Regions from separate parts of the Bicyclus anynana genome. Here region 2 is linked to region 1. The links are chromatin contacts, called in public Hi-C maps. All regions are on one chromosome and are shown on one strand. The core of a region is the stretch at or near the end of the contact, and the rest is flanking DNA. Distances in the headings are between cores, read along the strand shown. Region 1 overlaps LOC112047231 (transcription factor cwo). Region 2 overlaps LOC112047231 (transcription factor cwo).

Evidence for each region. A called contact is a pair of places that touch in the nucleus more often than the background predicts.
Region 2: a contact with region 1 is called in a Hi-C map of whole larva, with 3 times the contacts expected there. The contact joins two enhancer-like sites. A contact is called at or near these places in 2 of 2 Hi-C or Micro-C datasets (whole body and whole larva).

The regions. Positions count from the first base shown.
Region 1 is chr7:16,129,969-16,135,939 of ilBicAnyn1.1, forward strand. LOC112047231 (transcription factor cwo) reads right to left here. Exons shown (of 9, transcript XM_024084268.2): 4 at 4,910-5,071; 5 at 4,226-4,420; 6 at 3,485-3,654; 7 at 2,344-2,490; 8 at 1,837-1,927; 9 at 1-1,718. The coding sequence ends at 1,540. Among protein-coding and RNA genes, the nearest start is that of LOC112047238, 34 kb to the left of the region's middle. Within about 2 kb of position 1,538, at least 8 of the 8 cell types and tissues checked have open chromatin away from gene starts, as enhancers often do.
Region 2 is chr7:16,166,089-16,171,834 of ilBicAnyn1.1, forward strand. All of the region lies in intron 1 of LOC112047231 (transcription factor cwo), which reads right to left. Among protein-coding and RNA genes, the nearest start is that of LOC112047231, 5.9 kb to the right of the region's middle. Within about 2 kb of position 3,718, at least 2 of the 8 cell types and tissues checked have open chromatin away from gene starts, as enhancers often do.

The sequences.
Region 1 (5,971 bases), core at 288-2,787:
ATCATATATGAGAATAACTATATCCAAAAATTAGACAATAATAAATGTTTTGCCGTTTTTCTTAGTAATAAATTCGTTCTTACAGCACCCCTTATTTGCCGACACCCTGCTTTGAATTTAAATCAGCTTTCATTTTTATATTACACTTAGACCCCTATTCGATACGCATTTAAATAATGACCATTAATACACTGCCGAGCTATATCTTAATTATTTTTTCTTGGCATCTCAACACATAGGATACACAGTACACACAATGTGTTTGTGTATTGTACACAGTTTAAATAAGAGTGCTAGACATCGTTTTCACATTTCCTGTGACGTCACGTCATTTCCTAGACCGTAGACAGAAAAGTATATAGACCGACAGAAAGCATACATTTCTTTCCGTAGGACTATGTAAATATATATGCAAAGAATACCAGCCTTAACTTGTTAAAATTATAAGTAACCAGTCAGCTTAAAATATATTAATGAAAAAATGGTTCAGTTTAGTATTTTGGGATGTCGAAATGTCAATTTTAAACTTACAGAACACAAATTATCTTATTAGACTTCTCTGTCTACGACTCATGCACAGTCTCACAACGAATTATGGTCCGAGGCGAGTATTATGTTTAGTCGAGGAATGACTATTACTTGCACGTCGAGCATGTATGTGCGTGTGAATCCAGCTTAAACAAAATCTCTACAGATAAATGTTGTCAAGGTACCCCCTTATCAAACAAAAAAGGTGCACGGCAGTGCACAGGACAAAGATTTACAGCGATATTCCTCAGGAAATCATGTTATTATTTAAACATTTAAATAGGTACGCGGCTGTACCAGCAGCATTGTACGAAATTAATTTTTGGCACATATTTATATTTTATTTAATTAGACATAATCGTATTACATGTAACTGAGGTTATAGATGTTGTTTACGACTAAATAGACTTACTTAGTGTAGGTTGATTTAAACTCAAGTTAGTTAACTAAAGTTCCAATCAAGTCAAATACATAACGAAACCTGTGAAATAAAAGCTTGTTTAATAAACCTGCTATAACTTCTGTGTTAAATTTTGCTTTCATATCCAAGATAACTTGCTGAAACTGACGAATTTAAAAAACTATGATTTCATTTGAATCGGCGTCAATTAACTTGAAGTAGCGTGGATTTGGCTTTTATAGCAAGTATTTTGTTTTATAATCCATTGTATCCAAAGCTTTAAGGTTGAGGTGATTAATCTCAACAAACACCATCAATTTCAGTTATGATGGCCTTTCGTTATGCACTTGTCAACTAATCTTATTACATAACACAAAGAAGACAGAAGACGGTACTCTACTGTCTACATAAATTAACACAGTCTCCTGCCTACACAGGTTGTCAGTCCTCTGTCCACACAGGGTGGCACAGTTCTTAGTCTACACTTTGTTGACACAGTCCCCCTGCCCACACAGGTCGACACAGTCCCCTGTTTGTACAGGATGACGCAGTCCTCTCTCTACACTGGTCGAATCAGTCCTATGTCCAGACAGGCAGGCACTGTCCCCGGCCTACATAGGCCGCCACTGCCGCTCGCCCGGCTCGCGCTTGACGTGGTAGTTGAGGCAGGGGAAGTTGACGTGTATGGTGACGGGATGTAACGCCGTGATGGGCCGCGTGTCCGAGTCCATGGTGCCGAGTTGCCGTGCTATGCAGGTGTAGTCTACGCTTAATGGCACATAGTATTTTCCTGGAAACAAATATAAAATATGTTGAATTACTTTTACCCTCAAACGAAACTAGCTAGCGAAAGGTCTAATCTGGGTCTGATCTGAATGTAAGTAAAGATTTATAAAACCAATACATACCTAATGAATTGAGAGCGAAGACTGGCACGTACTGAGTGGGTGGCTGAGGCTTGTCATAATGGTGGTTGTGCGGAGACTCGCTGGACGTGTCCTGGAAGTGATACGTAAATGGGTGATTAATATATTGTACTACACTGACCCGGAGATATACTAATATTATAAATCGTAAGACTTTGTATGTTTGTTTAAACGCGCTAGACACTGCAACTGCCAATCGAATTGGAAAATTTGAATGCTAGGTATATGATAGCTAAACACATGAGATCTGCGGCGAAGCATTCGACACAGTTTCAGTATCTTGCCGTGAGGCGCGCCATTCGTGCCATTGTGCGCCGCTGCGTCGCATCAGTCATCTGTATAGTAGTAGTAAGCTGCTTTCCGTGAGGCGCGCCGTGCGTCGCATCAGTCATCTGTATAGTAGTAGTAAGCAGCTTTCCGTGAGGCGCGCCGTTCGTATCGTTGTGCGCCGCTGCGTCAATCATCTGTACAGTAGTAGTGAGCTGCTACCTGTGGCGAGGTGTCCGGCGCGTCCTCGGTGGAGGTGGAGGCGGACGTGGATGCAGAGGGCGGTGCAGGCTTGAGCGCGCGGCGCCGCTTCAGCATCTTGCCGTGAGGTGCGCCGTTCGTGCCGTTGTGCGCCGCTGCGTCAGTCATCTGGTACAAAATACACAAAATATTTAGAACTCACTATAAGCGACAGTCTTTGTTTTTGCGTAGCTATATAAAGGAAAGATAATAGGGGAGCGAGAAAGCGGGCGGCAATAACCAATGCCTGTGAGGGTTACATTTTAAGCATACGTTTCACCATAACAAGCTGATGGACTTCCACTGCTGGATTATATAGTCGGAGGATTAATTTCAGTCAGTAAAATAACAAGTGCAACTGTCACTGAAATGTTATTTTACCAGTAAAATGACGGCCGCGTGGCGCAGTGGGTAGAGACCCTGCTTTCTGCATCCACGGCCGTGGGTTCGATTCCCACAACTGGAAAATATTTGTGTGAAGAGCATGAGTTTTTTCCAGTGTCTGTGTGTATTTATACATTATATAAGTATTTATATGTAGTATATAAATGTATATGAATATTATAATATCAACTATCTTAGTACCCATAACACAAGCTACTTTGTATGCTTACTTTGGGGCTAGATAGTGATGTGTGTTGTTTAAGTATATTTAGTAGGCTTTCATTTGTGCCAACTGGACACTGATTTATTTATTTAAGTGCAACTGTCATTGAAATGTTATTTTACTAGTAATATGACATTTCAGTGACAGTTGCAATTGTCATTTTACTGACTGGAATTAATAATCGTAACTATAGTCCTATTGTAAAAGCTGAAGAGCCTGCATTGAAATGGTTAATATAAATATAAAAGGAATAAGGTGTATGTACAGCTCGCGCGGATCTACTTGCCAGGTGTCAAGTTAATTCGCACGTGTTATAAAGGACCATTGAAATCTCCCAAAGCACAAACAACAGAACACAAATAAAGTGCTTGATCTACTTCTTATATCTGTGGTTACCACCACCAAACCTATGGCATGCATGACAAACATTTAGCATTTAAAAAATCACAAAGCTGCTGATAGCTAGGGTTAGGGACTCTATGGTTACAAATGAAACGAATCAAAGTTCTGATGTACCTCTGTGTCCTGCGATCTGCTGAACCGCCTCTCGATAGAGTTCTTGAACTTGTAGGAGTGCAGGTAGTCGTCGTTGTGGTCGAGCTTGCGGACCTTCCGCAGCGCGTCGCGCGCGCGGCCGTCTAGTTGCAGCGGCTCGGTGGCGCCCTCGGCCGGCACTTGGTTTTGTACTGGAAGTAAACACCAGCTTTACCCGACTGTGCGAGCATACGACTACCTCGTAAGCTTGTCATCCTTATCAGCCTATTATAAAGGCCTACTACAAGGCAATTAAAGACTACAGAGCCTTCAGTGCCTGAAGATGAAACTCTTCGAACAGTGCGTGTTGCCAGTGATGGAGCGAGCAACGCTTGGACTTTCTCTGCATGGCCGAATCAGAAATGAGGAGATACGCAGAAGGATCAAAGCTACTGACATACAGACTGACACTGACTGAGTCAGCGAGTCGCGATGCTGAAGTGGCAATAGGGCAGGGCACCTAGTTGGAGCAACCCCATAGGCCCCAAAAATAGGGCCCCACTACTTTCTAAACTGGTTAGGCTTTATCAACTAAAAACTAAAAATGTTCATCAGCTCTTTTTCGTTTTCGAAATTTTCTAAGTTCAGCTTAATCGCCATTTTCTGGTAAGGATTAACGGACCCCGGGGTAGCCACGCCATTGATCACTGTAGTCTGTGTACTATAAATAAGATCGATGGAAACACTTAGCTTACTCAAAATGCCTTCAATAACTAGTTATACCTCTTTCACATTCCATGGGGTAATGCTGTCCAGAGGGTGGATCCTGCTCATAAGGTTCAGGTACGAAGGCGGGCGGCAACTCCGGCCTCTGGATCACCTTTACGGCGTATCCATGGGAACTGCTCGAAGAACTCGTCGTCTCTGAAGATGACGTCCCGGGATGTGTTCGCGTCTTCTCTCGCAGCATCACATCACCTGGAATCGACGGAAGAGGATTGACGTGACGAAGGGCGAGCCAACTATCTTTTAACATATCCCCTCGATATTGGAAATGCCCGAAGACACCTAAATTTAGAAATATTATCTATGTACATGTAATGAATGAATGCGTGTTTCAAACTGTAAAGGAAAAACTTACCTGAAGATATTCTTAATTCTCTACGTGTGTGAAGGCTGCCAATCTGCATTGGGCCAGCGTGGTGGACGATTAGCCTAACCCGTCTCATTCTGAGAGTAGACTCGTGCGCCGAATATGGTTAAACTTGTTAATAATGAATGAGATTCTTGAAAACGAATAGCTATTCCAAATTCCCTTTAATATTTGATTTTTCCTCGAAAACACAGCCCAGGTGTCGATCTATAGATTATTAGTAAAGCAGGACAAACCTGTTACTCAATGGCCAATAGACAACGTCCTCTGCAATCTGTGGAGAGACAACTGCGATGGTAGTTTCAGACACCAACCTTTGGTGACGCCATCGCAGTGCCGCTGCAGATGCGTGGCGAGCTGCACGCAGAGGCCGTCGGCGGGGGAGAAGCCCTGCACATCGACGAGGAAGCGGACGGCCTCAGCCACGGCCTCCTGGTAGCCTCCGCGGAACTCGTCGGAGGCCTGCCGCTCCGCCGCTACAACAACCGCAACGCGCAAGATGGAGCACCTCTGGCGGCGGGGACTCGCGCAAACATTAGCATCCTTCAGTGTTGTATACGACAGATTGATTGTGCACAACGGCTGTCCTCGCTTTTTTACGCACCTACCTACATACCTATTTTATTTTGAAGCCTGAACTTTCGCGAAAGATACTGCCTGAATACGGGCTTTCATTATGTGTTTATAGGAACTGTATCTGTCTGGCTCGATAATAATAATTAGGTTTTGCCTTGTGATACGAAACTTAATTTATTTTACAACTCTATCCTCAAAATTTCGCCAGAAATATTGCCTGAATACTATGTGGCTATAACTGCATCCCTCTGGCTTGATAACAATTAGGTACTGTCTGTCTTAAGGTTTACGATACAAAACTGAATTTATTTAGCAACTTTACGCTTGAACTCTCGCGAAAAATTACTGATTAAGACCTCCAATTATGTGGCTATGAACTGCATCTCTCTAAAAGTCCGTGAAAGCTAGGTTTAAAACTTAACTTATTTTACAATTTAACGGCTAAAGTTTTGCAAGCAATATAAACTAAACATGACCTTAATATTGTGTGCTAAGGCTGTAAAGACATTACGACAAGTAAGTCCACTTATTTTAACAATTTTACGCTTAAACTTTCTCGAGCAGTATTATGTATGTTACATGTGTCTAAATTGTATAAAATTTCGCCGTTATTACATATTCGCGACAGGTTTACTGCTCACTGATTAATATTCTAAGCTCGTATCGTATTCTCGTATTTTGCTGGTTTTGTAACAGAGCGATTGAGCGTTTGCTAGACTTCCGCAAAAACTACCATATGACGAACCAACCAGATACCAAATTGATGGTATATGAATAACAATCTCCTATAACAGAGAAAT
Region 2 (5,746 bases), core at 2,468-4,967, 38 kb after region 1:
TTCCATATCTAAACTATTATAATGAGGTAATAGTTCTTTCACCAATGGAAAGCTAAATTATCACCGAGTAACATATTCCCGTGTTATCACGAGCGGGAACCATGTGGGTTAAACCTCGGGGCGTATGGTAGTACGCTATAACTATGTATTATTATTTATTTTAAGGTCAATAAATCTATTCGTAAACACGTTCGCAGTTGATCTAAGCCTTGGCGATATGATCAATCGATTTTAAAACGTATTGCATCAGCATAGAGTTCTATACAGTACGCTGTATCACAATGCAACTTGCACCGTTGTAGGCTAGTGACTATGCCGGATGCCTACGTTTCCCACTTACGTCATTATTTCCTTCAAAGATTTCCTTGGTTTATTTCCCTCTATAATACATAATATCTATGATTCTATGATATTATCTGTAGACATACCTACTAGCTACTATGCCATCGCCTTGTGTAAACGTTCTTTTCTATCCCTTGGGACTATCCTTATGATTTTTCTCATCAGGCAAGGAATCAGGGTAGCAGTGCACCCTTATGTATAGAAGACGGATCGAGCAAAAGCATGTATCCCCGGATCTTCCATAGTTTTGATTGATTAATTGATTTTATATTTTAATCTGCCTCATTGGTACCATGGTTAGACAATGAGGTCTAAGGTTCGGTCTAGGGTTCGATCAGGCCAATAAAAAAAAAATACGTTATTGGGATTTTTAACGACATCGTCATCATTTCATCATTATCAACCCATATTCGGCTCCCTCCTAATCCCCTCTCATTTTGAGAGGAGACCTCTCAGAATGAGAGGGGATAGGCCAATAGTCCACCAAGCTGGCCCAATGCGGATTGGCAGACTTCACACACGCAGAGAATTAAGAAAATCTCTGGTATGCAGGTTTCCTCAAAATGTTTTTCCTTCACCGTTTGAGACACGTTACATTTAATTTCTTAAAATGCACACAACTGAAAAGTTGGAGGTGCATGCCCCGGACCGGATTCTAACCCACGCCCTCTAGAATCGAAGGCAGAAGTCATATCCACTGGGCTATCACAGCTTTTTTATGTTATGTAGTATCGTGTAAATAACTTGGAAATAACGTGTAAATAACGTGAAAATCTCAGTTAATATGTATTTCTTGCAAAGTTTAAGTTTCAATAAACGCAGTCACGTTTTCCGCGCCTGCATTCATTCAAGTTGTAGTGGAAAATTTCGCCGAGCACAAAAACAAGCACTTGAGATAGAACGGTGTAAAAATGCTCGTTAAACGACACGTGAAGCTCATTTTTATTCGACATACACTTAAGGGGCTACCTTTGGTTCTAATGCCTTTACTTCGTGTTAGTCACTATTTTATTCTTTAGCAACTAGCAAGTTAGTTAGAGATTGTGATCTGCGGTCTAATTGTGTACCATTCAAACAATGAGTCACTACATCGATTTTCGTCGTATTTTCGTTTTTGTGATCATCTAATAAGTTCTCTACAAAATTACCTTGACTATGCCATTTAACATCAAGTGGTAATGATGTTTTGTTTTAACAATCGTGTGACATGAATATTTCAACAAAATAACGTAAATATCAGTTTTTCGTTAAAATAACGATACTATCTCCTACTACCACTATTACACTAATGTTACTTTACGTAAAATGACGATTATTGTGTCATTTCGTTGAAAACACAATGTTAGATGATTGCAAAATCGAAAATACGATGAAAAACGATGTAGCGACTGATTACTTGAATGGTACACCGAGTTACATAATAACCCTCCTGTTGTTAAGTGACGATGCAGTCCTAAGATAGAAATGGGTTTACTCGGAAGATATACGAATTTATTCTATCCATACCTTAGACGGTTTCTACGCGGCATATTACTTGGCGGTATGTTTTTTTTTAAGAATATTTGCCATGTTTGGCTTAAGTTACTTTTATCATAAAAACGTGAAGTAAAAATACTGCAACAAAAGGAGTTTAAAATGCATGATCCGCAAGAATGGGGGAGGGAGGTTTTATGTTTGCTAGCTGGGTTGCGGTAGTTTACGAAATGTTCCCGTGACTCAGTCATCAGGTGACGAGTTGGAACACCGTAAGGTTTTAGTCGGTTGAAGTCCGACATAACCTTCTTGCCTCCCCGTGGCGAGAAGGTATCCATGAGGATTTCCCCATGTTAAAAAGATGTAGGTTTTATGTTTTCCGTAAAAACAGTCCACACGTTTGAACTTGTGAATGTATAATTGTATATTGTTAACCGGCTTTAAAAAAGGAGGATGTTCGCAATTCGACGCGTCTGTTTTTTTTTTAAATATTTGTTAGGTACCTCATAATTTCATCATTTATTAACCAATTGTCATAATTATTTTTTTGTTTAAAAGAGTATACTTCAAGATTGGTTCCTATTTCATTGTCATAAAAATCGGTTTAGTAATTTTGTGTTAAAATCAAAATAACTGAAGTACGTCTTTGAAGTCGGTTTCATTTTTATGTTAAAAAGATTATTTTAGGAACCGATTAAGAGTAAAAAAAAAAAGAAAAGAGTATGAAGTAGTAAGATTAGATCAAACAAGCAGCTAATTTTCATTTTAAAAACTTGGTTAGTCGGAACCACTACCTGACATCCGATTGAAGCTAGAAGGTGAGCCCTTAATAAAGTAGATGCACGTGTTTACGATTCACTCATGCGTCAAGTCAAGCATCACGTGGTCTTTAGATAACACAGTACATTGGTCATTGGTCAAATTGTTCTTTGTGCATAAATCTCGCAAACCTACTAATACCGTTTTGTAAATCCACTGCGCCACAGAGGCCGTCAAAAGCTAGGCTAGGCAAGTCAAAGGCTAGGTTGTAGGGTAGAGGTAGGGTGGGAGTAGGGTAGAGAAGGGTAGGTGTAGGTGTAGTGTAGTGAGAGGAATAAGTTAGGGGTAGGGAATGAGTCAAAGCGAAGCTTGACCGGGTCCGCTAGTAACACTCATATTATAAAGAGGTAAAGTTTAATCTCTTTGATCTACTAAGTAAACCGATTTTAAAAATTCTTTTACCAGTTTAAAGCTACGTTATTTGTGAGTGGCATAGGCTATATTTTATTCCCGTATTCTCACGGGAACAGAGAGTACTCATGTGAAACTGCGGGACGTAGTACTAGTACCATTATATAGTACCATATTCACAAATAGTACTACTGTACTATTTGTGAATGAAGGTAATCGGAAATAGATTTTATCTATGTTAGCATAAAATGGATTTTATACTAACATAGTATAAAATCGTTCAAAATTCATTTATTTCAAGTAGGCTCAGTGTACAAGCACTTTTGATACGTCAGTTGACTATTTGTAAAGATTCTACCACTGGTTCGGAAGGTAGGTTCTGCTGAGAAGAAACCGGCAAGAAACTCAACAGTTGCTCTTTAAAAAAAATCGCACAATATTATAATTTACAATTGATGACAACATTACAATTTTTCATAGTTTTACTTCCTGTGTGAAGGTGGAAACTGATCCAATGGCCTTCAAGCATCTTTATCATTAAGGAACTCATCAATGGTGTAGTAACCTCGACTAAGTAAATGTTTTTTGACACATTGCTTAAAGCTATGCATTGGCAGGTCCATCGCAGTCTTGGGGATCCTTGTTATGATCGTCTGATTCGTACCTATCTGACCACGTATGATTCGTTCGCCTTACGTAAGTGCGAACGATAACTATAAATAACTGTTATAGCTTCGGTCACGTTTGCCTCCATGCTCGACTCGATACCTCTGTCTCACTCACACCCGTCACATTTCACAGTGTTATCTCTTTCATTCATAGTTCTTAGATTAATGTCATTGAATTTAAATTTGAATTAAAAAAAAAACATTAATTACGTAAGTACCTAGGTAGAAAAAGTGCAGCAAAAACTGGGAATTCCAATATTTATATCCGGGACTTATAAGTGTCGTCATCATCATAAACAAACCATATATGGCTCAGAGGACTCGTGTTTGACAGTAAACACGAGTCTCCTCTGAGGATGAGAGGGGTTAGGCACCCCAAGCTGGCCTAATACGGATTGGCAAACTTGACATACGAAGAAAATTGTGAAAATTCTCAGGTATGTAGGTTTCCTCACGATGTTTTTCCTTCAGCGTTTGAGCCACGTGATATTTAATTACTTACTTTAAATGTACGTGTAGGAGGTGCATGCCCTCCGAATCGAAGGCAAAGGTTATATCCACTGGGCTATCACGGCTTCTTATAAATGTAGCTATTGTTCATTGATAAATATCATGAAGTAGCTTACAAGTGAAGTGCGGAGTACCAGTCAATATCTCGGCGATATCGACAGGCTTACCAAAAGGCGAGTGTTCCGAGTGTTACATGGATAGTCGAAATTGTTTGAATTACTTTGTATGAAACAAAAAGTTTTTTTTTGGGTTAGTTATAAAAATTAGTTATGCAGTTCGGCTCCTATAAATGGACTTGTCAACATCTGGAAGTTATGGGAAATACTGCGCAACATGCTGTATAAATTATAAAAAAAGTTCGTGCGGATATCAAGGAGACGCGTGATGGAGTCATTCTGTGTCATTCTTTATTCTGTGAATTTTGTTTAATATTTTCTGTACAAACTGATAATTAAATTTTATTTAGATAGGTACCTATTATTCCTATTTCCTTTCGCTCGCTAAGTTTTTAAGAACTGATAATGTGCCCAAAAAGCGGGTATTGAACCCACGACTTCAGATTTGAATCCGGCTTCGCTTAGTCTCTAAGTCTCAGAGATACTTAAAGATTTTTAAATCGTCGCATTATTGTGATTCTAAATTTAAAAGTTGTGTGAAACGGCTATTTTTAGAACTACTTTAACTAATTCAAATATCGACAAAAACATAATCTGGATAAACGTGCTCATACTTAAATGTAAGCTAAGCGTGTGTTCTTTTCTGGAGAGGAGACGCCATGCCGAACGTTACCTCAACCAATGTACAAGCCCAAATGGGCGTGCGATCATAACTTGGTTATGTTTTGTTATTTACTTTTATCACAACCTGTTGGTTGCTAAGTTAGCTGCTCTTCTATTATAATTACTTGATTTTTCCATCTGTAATTTCGTTTGATATGGCTACGCACAGTTTATGAATTTATCTCTATGTACATGAGCCACTTTGGTTTCGCAACAATAACTTCTTTCTTATCTTTAGTCCACTTAATAAAACTAAATAATTAATACTATAGTAAAAACAAATGATAACAAAATCTTGGGACACAATCTGGCGATGCAGCTACGCAAGTATTACTCCTTCATCACCATACAAAATTTAATTACACTATTATTTAGTTGGTTTATTAAATGAGGACTGTGATGCATTGCACGGAGGGGGTAAGCGCCGCCATTTTGAATATTTTTTTATGAACCTGTTTACAATTTTGAATCATGTATGTCGATATCGAAAAACATCGCGATCGCTTCGCGCTGCTCTATACAGTCAGGCGATCGCGAACGTGATACAACGTCTATGTGTGTGTACGCTATCATCAGCCGACATTATAGGACGAGAGCCTTCATAGCCTGACTTACCTCATTCTGTGAAGGTTGAAAGTTCGTCAGCCCCTCTATATCTACCCTATGTAAGTAACTATCATAGGTCAACTATGGAGATTGGGTTATGGAGACTTTGGAAGGTAACAAGTTTAAAGTGGACCATGGTGTGTGAAAGTGGACCCTTAAATTGTCCAGGAGTAAAACGTATTTTTTTTTAATTTTTAC